Regions from separate parts of the Macaca mulatta genome. Here region 1 is linked to region 2. Evidence: chromatin contacts called from public Hi-C data. All regions are on one chromosome and are shown on one strand. The core of a region is the stretch at or near the end of the contact, and the rest is flanking DNA. Distances in the headings are between cores, read along the strand shown. Region 1 holds the start of TMEM42 (transmembrane protein 42). Region 2 holds the start of TCAIM (T cell activation inhibitor, mitochondrial).

Region 1 (3,802 bases), core at 483-2,982, 540 kb before region 2:
ACAGATAAAGACCCAGGGGCATCAAGTAACTTTCTTAAAGTGCTACCGTGATGAGAGCCACCAGGCTTCACAATCAGGCAGTGTACCTCCATGCTCTTAACTAGGACACAGTCCTGCCTGGGGGAAACACCACCTCAGACTATTTAGTGATCCCAGACATTCCTTGGAGAACTTGCAGATAATTTCTTTCTTTTTTAAAGGAGAAAGTCTCAAGAAAAGAGAGGATCTTTAGAAGCCTCCTACACAAAGGATATGCAGCCCCCCTTGCTTGGTGGTGAGTTAGAAGCCGGCCTGGAGACAAGGCGAGGAGGGGAGGGTGCGGGGGGCGGAATCTAAGTATCATATTTATTACTTGTAGTGGTTTCTCAGCAGCTGAACACATAGTGTCTTGAGAAAAAGGTGCTTTCTTATAACTTACACCAGAGTGTCCAGTCTTTTGGCTTCCCTGGGCCACACTGGAAGAATTGTCTTGGGTCACACATATAATACACTAGCACTAATGATAGCTGATGAGCTAAAAACAGTAAAAATAAAATCGCAAAAAAATTCATGTTTTCAGTTTACAAATTTGTGTTGGGTCGCGAGTTGGACAACCTTGTCTTACACAAAGCAGCATATGGGCCAGTGGCAACCTGCTTACATAAAGGGTTATGAAGGTCTGGTTCATGACAACAAACTTCATGGCCCATACAAAGTTATTCATTTTACTTTCGACTACCTACCCTATGAACTACACCCAATGGGATACTAACCTCAAGCATGGCAGCTCCTACTGGATTAGCCCTAAATAGGCTTAACCCTAAATAATCAGTGACCACTGTCCAGGTCAGAGGCTAACCCTGGGCTGCAGATGCAATGAAACCCCTCTAGCAAGCAGAGGCTGGTCTACGACATGGGACGGGAGAGGCAGAGATACACCTTAGCAGACGCCAGGAGGCAAGTTTGGGAGTTCTCAGCGTCAGGAAAACAACCAGAACGTCTCTGTCAGTATCTGCTTATGCCTACAGTATCCCAAACTCCCAATTTTCCTGGTAGTGGGGCAGACAGGTCATCTGGTCACAATACCCGTTAATTACGGAGTAAAGGGATGGGCAACAGGCTTCTCACCTTAAGAGTCACGTGGAGAGAAATGTTCAGGCACAAGGGACTTAAAATGAGAGGTAGAGGGTGGATGTAGGAGGTGTAGGTCTTCCCCGAGAGCGAACTAGCCCAACCGGAGAAAAGGTTTTAGGTCCCTGGTAAGGGAGGAGGCCTCAGTCCCCGACGTCTCTTACCGCCTACACTGGACGAGGGTTTGGCGTGATTAGAGGCGAAACACACTCTCCCACCCCAGCTGACCGCAGCGCCGTGCGCGGCCGGGGGCCCCAGCCGGACAGACCGGCGAGGGTGCGGCGGCGCCCTGTGCCCACCCCCGCCCCACCCCAGGAGCCCCGCGGGCCCCGCAGCGCCCCTCCTCCGCCCAGCGCCGCCCAGCCCGCCCGCCCGCAGCAGCAGCAGCAGCAGCGCCCCGGGCTCGACCTCGCTGCCGAAGGCCAGCTTGGCGGAGGCGGCGGCCAGGGCCCCGAACGCGCCGGCGCACAGGCAGTTGAATACGCCCCAAAAGCGGCGCCGCATTGCACCCGCCTGGAGGTGCGGAGGGAATTCCGCAGGGGTGTCGGGGTAGGCGGTCGCAGACACGGCGCCGCCCGGAGGCCGCGGCCTCTCGGCCATGTTGCCCGCTGCCACCGTGCCTGGCGCCAGCCGCCAGCAGGACCGAGCGCGCGCCACGATTGGACGGCAGCCTCACGTGACGCGGCGCTCCCGTGACGCGGCGCTCCCGCAGGCACTTTGGGAATCGCTCCCCGGCGCCTCGGAGGGGGCGGGCCAGGGGGCGTGGCAGAGCCTCAGGGCTATGGTGGCCTCAGGCTTACTCTGTAGTAGGTTTGTGCTTCCCGAGAGGACGCCGGGACCCGAGGCCTAAGGCCGAGCCGGGTACTGTGGACGCTGTGGTAGTAGGTAAACATCTCGCGGCTTAGCCGTCTCCATCCCGGCCACCGGGTCCCGGTGAAAGTTATTAAAGATGCCGAACGGGCCCCGCCTCGGCCCACCGAGTCCATACAGGTCGACCAGGCCTCCTCCGCTCCACCCTCCAGCCTGAGGACGCCGTACCGAGATCTTCGGCAGAGGGCGCTGGGTACCGTTAGACCCAGAAAGACGCCAGAGCCCCAGATGGGGACAAGCGCATCACAGAAAACCAAAAAATGCGGATCCGCGATGAGAGGAAGATAGTAATCCATAATCAAGCCACGCAGAATCAACATGACTTCTAATCTCCTATTGCACTTACATGTTTAAAATGTTTACGGCCGGGCGTGGTAGCTCACGCCTGTAATCCCAGCGCTTTGGGAGGCCTAGGCGGGCGGATCACCTGAAGTTGGAAGTTCCAGACCAGCCTGACCAACATGGAGAAACCCCGTCTCTACTAAAAATACAAAATTAGCCAGGCGTGGTGAGCATGCCTGTAATCCCAACTACTCGGGATGCTGAGGCAGGAGAAGCGCTTGAACCCAGGAGGCGTTGGTTGTGGTGAGCCCAGATCGTGCCATTGCACTCCAGCCTGGGCAACAAGAGTGAACTCCGTCTCAAAAATAGAAATAAAATGTTCCCATTTAAAAATTACATTCCCTTGAAAATAAAGTGGTGTTGAAATGTATAAAGTGCTGTTGCAACTCTCCAGGAAAATCAATGTTAATAGAGCATTTTTCTATATGTCTATTGTTATATACAGTTAAAGTGTTTTAAAAAATTATAGAATGTATATGCATTTTTTAAACAAAAATTATTTCGCAGTTGAACATACTGATCAGCAGCATTCTTTTTGTATCTTATGTTTAGCAACTTTTTATGGAAGTCCTTCCACACTGTGCTGCTTCTCTCACAGGGTGGTTTTGTGGCTCAAATAAAAGCACGGATAAGGCTGAGCGCGGTGGCTCACACCTGTAATCCCAGCACTTTGGGAGGCTGAGGTGGGTGACTATGAGGTCAGGAGTTCAAGACCAGCCTGGTCAAGATGGTGAAACTCCATCTCTACTAAAAGTACAAAAAAAAATTAGCCAGGCATGGTGGCAGGCACCTGTAATCCCAGCTACTCGGGAAGCTGAGGCAAATAATTGCTTGAACCTGGAGGCAGAGGTTGCAGTGAGCCGAAATTGCACCACTGCCTTCTAGCCTGGGTGACAGAGTAAGACTCTGTCTCAAAAAAAAAAAAAAAAAAAAAAAAAAGCACGGGTAATTTCAGTAACGCCGATATAGTACAAACTGTCCCATTTTGCAGATGAGGAAATAGGCTCAGAGGTCTCACTGCACCACTCCATTGAGTAAAGAGCTGCTCAAAGATGATACCCTCTGAAAGCTCTTATGAGGAAATCAAGAGGTGTTGCATTGATCAACTCTGCATGCATTAAGAATGTAAAGCGAATTTTCTTAGAACAAATGATGCCTCTACTAGTACTAAAGGTTAAGCATCTCAGAGCCACCTCCTCTGTAAAGCCGTCTCTGCTACTCCCCTACCTTCATACCAGTCCTGTGGTTGTTCCTCTGGTTGTCTGTCTCTCTGCTAGCCTGCAAGCTCCTTGAGGGCAGGGACTATATCGTTGTTAATCTCCGGGTCCCCAGCCCTGGTGATGATGGGCTAAAGTGATGCCATCCTCAGACACTGCTGAGAAGTGATTTCTGCCTCTTCGAAACTACTGTGTACACACATCACCTAGGGATCTTGCTAAGATGAAGATTCTGATTAGGTCTACAGCTAGACTGAATTTTG
Region 2 (4,147 bases), core at 1,285-3,784:
GGGCATCTGTTAATGTTTAAGCTTTAATTCTTTAAAAATAATTATTTAATACAAACTTGGATTTTTAGCTACCCAATTTATGCTAAAAATCAAAGGAGGATTTCAAGTTTTTGCTTGAATTAGTTCTTTGTTTCCTGTATGGTTTACGTACTTTTCAGACTAAAAAAACAAAATTCTAAGTAGAGACAATGTTAAGAGTCCAGCAGGTTGGCAGGCATGGCTGCTTGCCTCTTCCTAACGCCCAGATCTTGGGTTAGTCTTTAACTTTGTAAGAACAGAACCCAATTTTAATCACTTCAAACAGATATATGCGGACTTTGGGAAAGCTAAATTAGAAGGCCTGATAACTAGAATGTCAATCTGTAAATTTACTTTGAGATTATGAATGCTAAGACAACTAGAAGATTCACATATAATGTTCTTACTCTCTCAGGACTAGCTACACAGAAAATCAAATTACTATCAGCTGACTGAAGACACATTGCTTCAGAGTAGAGTTGGGTGCTCTCATTCAGACACTAGCTCCAAAAGCCTAGGGCATCCACATCAACTGCAGGCTTCTCCTCTTCAGACAAATTGTTACATAGGTGGTTCCTGTCCATACTGCACATAGCCCACTATACTTCCACATGGAAAATGCTATAAAATAACTAAAGAGGTTGCACTGTCTTATCAGACTTGGAAGGCATACTGAGTCTTTAACTCACCCATTCATCATCACTTATGGGCCAGGTCCTGCGTAAAGCATTGGGACTAGGAAAATATTAACACAATTCTAACACTCAAAATACTTTTAGAGGGAGGGGGGAGTGTAAAAACAGACACAAGCAGATAACTATAAACGCAGTAAATGCAATAATACAAACATGCACAGAATATGAGAAACTCCCAGACGCTACACTTAGAATGGGACGGGCAGCACTCAGGAAGGTCTTCTCTAAGGAAATGGTGCCTTTCCTGGAAGGGGGCAGAGGACCGGGAAGGATACAATTTATTTACAAACCATGGTAAATGACTACTTTAATCTACTTAATAGTGATATTAGCTTCTGTTTCATAAAATGAAAATTTCAAATTTTACCTAAAATCTGTGCTGAGGCATTAAATCTGTGCAGTTTCAAACCAAATTTGGAGGAAAGATACGTAAATCGGTGAAAAATCCAAATTATGGAAGAGTACACGAAAAACGGTTTTGTTTTGCTTAAATCACTTTCAACTAACACAGAAAGAATAACAGTGTGTGCCAAATAGAGCTCCCAGGATTGAGCTTTGACCATTTGGCACAACTTTTATTTGAAAGTAATTTATTTTAACAAAATTAATATCATGCCACTCTCATTTGAACTGTGACTTCCTTTAGTGACTATCCTGTAAGGTTTCTGAAAGCAGTTTGTTACATCAAGGAGGGATAAAAGCTGCAATTTTCATGGCTTTTCAGTTGAATATGTACTTCTTAGAGTAGGGGGAAAAGGCAAAAAGAGTAAAAGCAGGAAAAGCTATCAGATAAATTAGCCTAGATTCTGTAGCTTCCTTTTCTCAATCTCTTGCTATATGAGATTTAGTAGGTAACAATTTCCCGTAAACCAAAGACCTCGGTAAAATATAAGTCGGAAACAATAAAACCTAAATCGTCTTTACGTTCTCATTGCAAAACGAGTTAAAATGTAGATGCGATGCGGATACTGCGGCCCCCGGCACCGCCTCAGTTCAAAAGTTAGCACGCTGCGCTAAGGTGGCTCTGAGCACCCCCCTCCGACCCCGCTTCCCACCCTGAGAGGGGCATGAATGCACCACCGGAGTCCCTCCCCTCTTGCTCCTTACAGTTCTGGCAAGGGTCCGACGCGAGGGCTTTGTCCGACCAGTTCCACCTCCCACCCAGTACACCAGGAGAGAGGACACTCGCTCCGCCCGCAGGGTTGTTCGGCCGCGCATGCGCACCGGGGCGTCAGCCGGCCAACCAACGCGCGACGCACGGCCAGGCGCTCCCACCTGCCCTGGCCCCACTGGGCGACAGGTTCTGACGGGCTCCTAGCCGCAGTGCTCTCTGATCCCCTAACCCCGAATTCTCAGCTGGACCCTCCCGGCTCCACCTGCCCCCAACACCCTCCCCTCTCCGGCGGCGGCAGAGCGCTGGAGGCAAGCCGGGGAAGGGGGACGGGCTGCAGGTGACGCCCTGGTTGGCTGGAGCGTGCCAGGCCTTCCCCCTACAGCGCCTGCGCGCAGCCAGGGCGTGGATTCAACCTTCCGCAGTGCCCTGCCTCTAGCTGACGTCAGCACTCTAGTGACTGCTGCACCTTTCCCGCGAGCTTTGAGGCCCCCACCCCTCCGCCTTCTTACCGGCCGCCCTCAGGGGTCTCGGCGCCCTCCGCTGAAAGCTTTAGGAGGCGCGAGCGAGCACTCCGACTAGGCCGCAGGGACTCGGAAAATGATGGGCCGGCAGGTGGTGGGTCCTGACGCAAGGGTCCGCAGGGAACGGAGAAGGGCAACCGAGCACGCCCTGGATCTTGAGGAAGAAGGGGAAAGGGGCTGCTGGAAGACGCGCATGCGCCCTGCGGTCCCTTGCCCCAGGCGCCCTGGCAGGGGACGAGCCTCTGCCGAACTCCCGGAGCTGGCGCCCGGGGACGAGCCTCAGTGGAGAGCCCCGAATTTTAAAAGTCTCATTTAATTATCTCTTTTGGTTTTTCTTGTATAAATATAGCCAGCTTTTAAACATTTCTTTTCCGGCTTGCGTTGTTTGGCTTTGGCCCATTCAACACCTATTTTTAAACGTTAAGCATTCTCCAGTCAGCATGAAAGTTTTACTGTTGGTTTTATTTTGTTCCTGTAACTTTGATTCCCCCCACCCCCGCACCCAGAAACTGCCACAGATGAAATCAAGCAAATAGAATTGCGAGCAAAGATCACCTGGTGGCCATTAAGCAGACCATCCTGAGGCAGAAACTCCTTACCTGAGGAATTTAGAAGTAACTAGACTTCCCTGTTATCTAAAGCCAGCATCTGGTACCAGACTTCTTCCCTTCAAATTTAAAAGTAACTAGAATTTCTATACATCTCCATAATGCACGCATGTCAAAACTCATTGTGTACCCCTTGCCATCTGCTCCATGCCCCAATCAACCCCTGCCCCCTACCATCCAGATACTTTATCACCCTCACATACTCGCACAGGAGTTACATATGCCACTAGTACAGAGTCCTCAGAAAATCCCCCAAATATTTTGCCTCTCCACAAGGTGGAAAACGGAGATTTGGGAACAATTTGAGTTCATGTCCCTTTTCCATTGTCTGATCTTTGGCAAATTCAATCCAAGTTGGGTTCATTTAGCCAGGATCCCTCTAAGTTCATTCAAGAATTTCGGGCTTTATTGCCTTTGAGTTAACCTGGCAAGACACATTTGTGGTATTAACTATTTACTGTTCCCACGAAGAAAAATCATGGTCTTTAGCTCGAGTTTGGGCAGATGAAGCTCATGTTGGCAATCCTAATAATAGAGCCGGGGCAGAAGCTGTCCCCAACACAGAACCCAATTGGCAATACCATGCTGCCAATGCCAGCCCAAACAGAGACAGGGGCAGAGAAGATTATATGATAACATGTTTGTTGGAAGGAATGAAAAAGACTGTAATAAAACCTGTTAATTTTTCTAAATTATGATAGATCACTCAGGACCAAGGACCCAGTCCTTTTCCAGCTAGACTGATGGAGGCTATGCATAAATATACAAATTTAGACCCTGAAAGCCCTGAGGGCCAATCCCTTCTGCCCATACATTTTATAAGTCAGCCTTCCCCAGACATCAGACAAAAACTCCAAAAATCAGAGCAAGGCCCACAGACTCCCTTTAGTACTTTATTAAAAGCAGCCTTTAAGGTTTTCAATAACCAGGAGGAAACATAAAAAAAAAAAAAAAAAGGCTCAATTGGAGGAGGAAAAATGCTGTCACCAAGCTAATTATACTGAGACAACATTGGCACATTCTTTTTCATTAGCCAATAACCCCAAGGCTCATCCCTATAACACTAACAGAAGGGGAGCCTGTCATCACTGCAGAAATCAAGGACACTGAAGTTGAGAATGTCCCAAACCTCCAGGTTGCAAGTCATCCCTGGGACCCTGTCCTCACTGCAAATTGGAAGAGTGAGTGTCC

What was found. Hi-C and Micro-C count contacts between places; a contact is called where the count stands out from the background.
Region 1: a contact with region 2 is called in a Hi-C map of fetal cortical plate, with 3 times the contacts expected there. The contact joins the promoter of TMEM42 here to the promoter of TCAIM in region 2. A contact is called at or near these places in 2 of 14 Hi-C or Micro-C datasets (CD4 T cells and fetal cortical plate).

The regions. Positions count from the first base shown.
Region 1 is chr2:108,197,081-108,200,882 of T2T-MMU8v2.0, reverse strand. TMEM42 (transmembrane protein 42) reads right to left here and starts at 1,732. Exons shown (of 3, transcript NM_001194661.1): 1 at 1,519-1,732. The coding sequence starts at 1,710.
Region 2 is chr2:107,653,238-107,657,384 of T2T-MMU8v2.0, reverse strand. It overlaps TCAIM (T cell activation inhibitor, mitochondrial), which reads right to left and starts at 2,534. Exons shown (of 11, transcript XM_015131204.3): 1 at 2,337-2,534.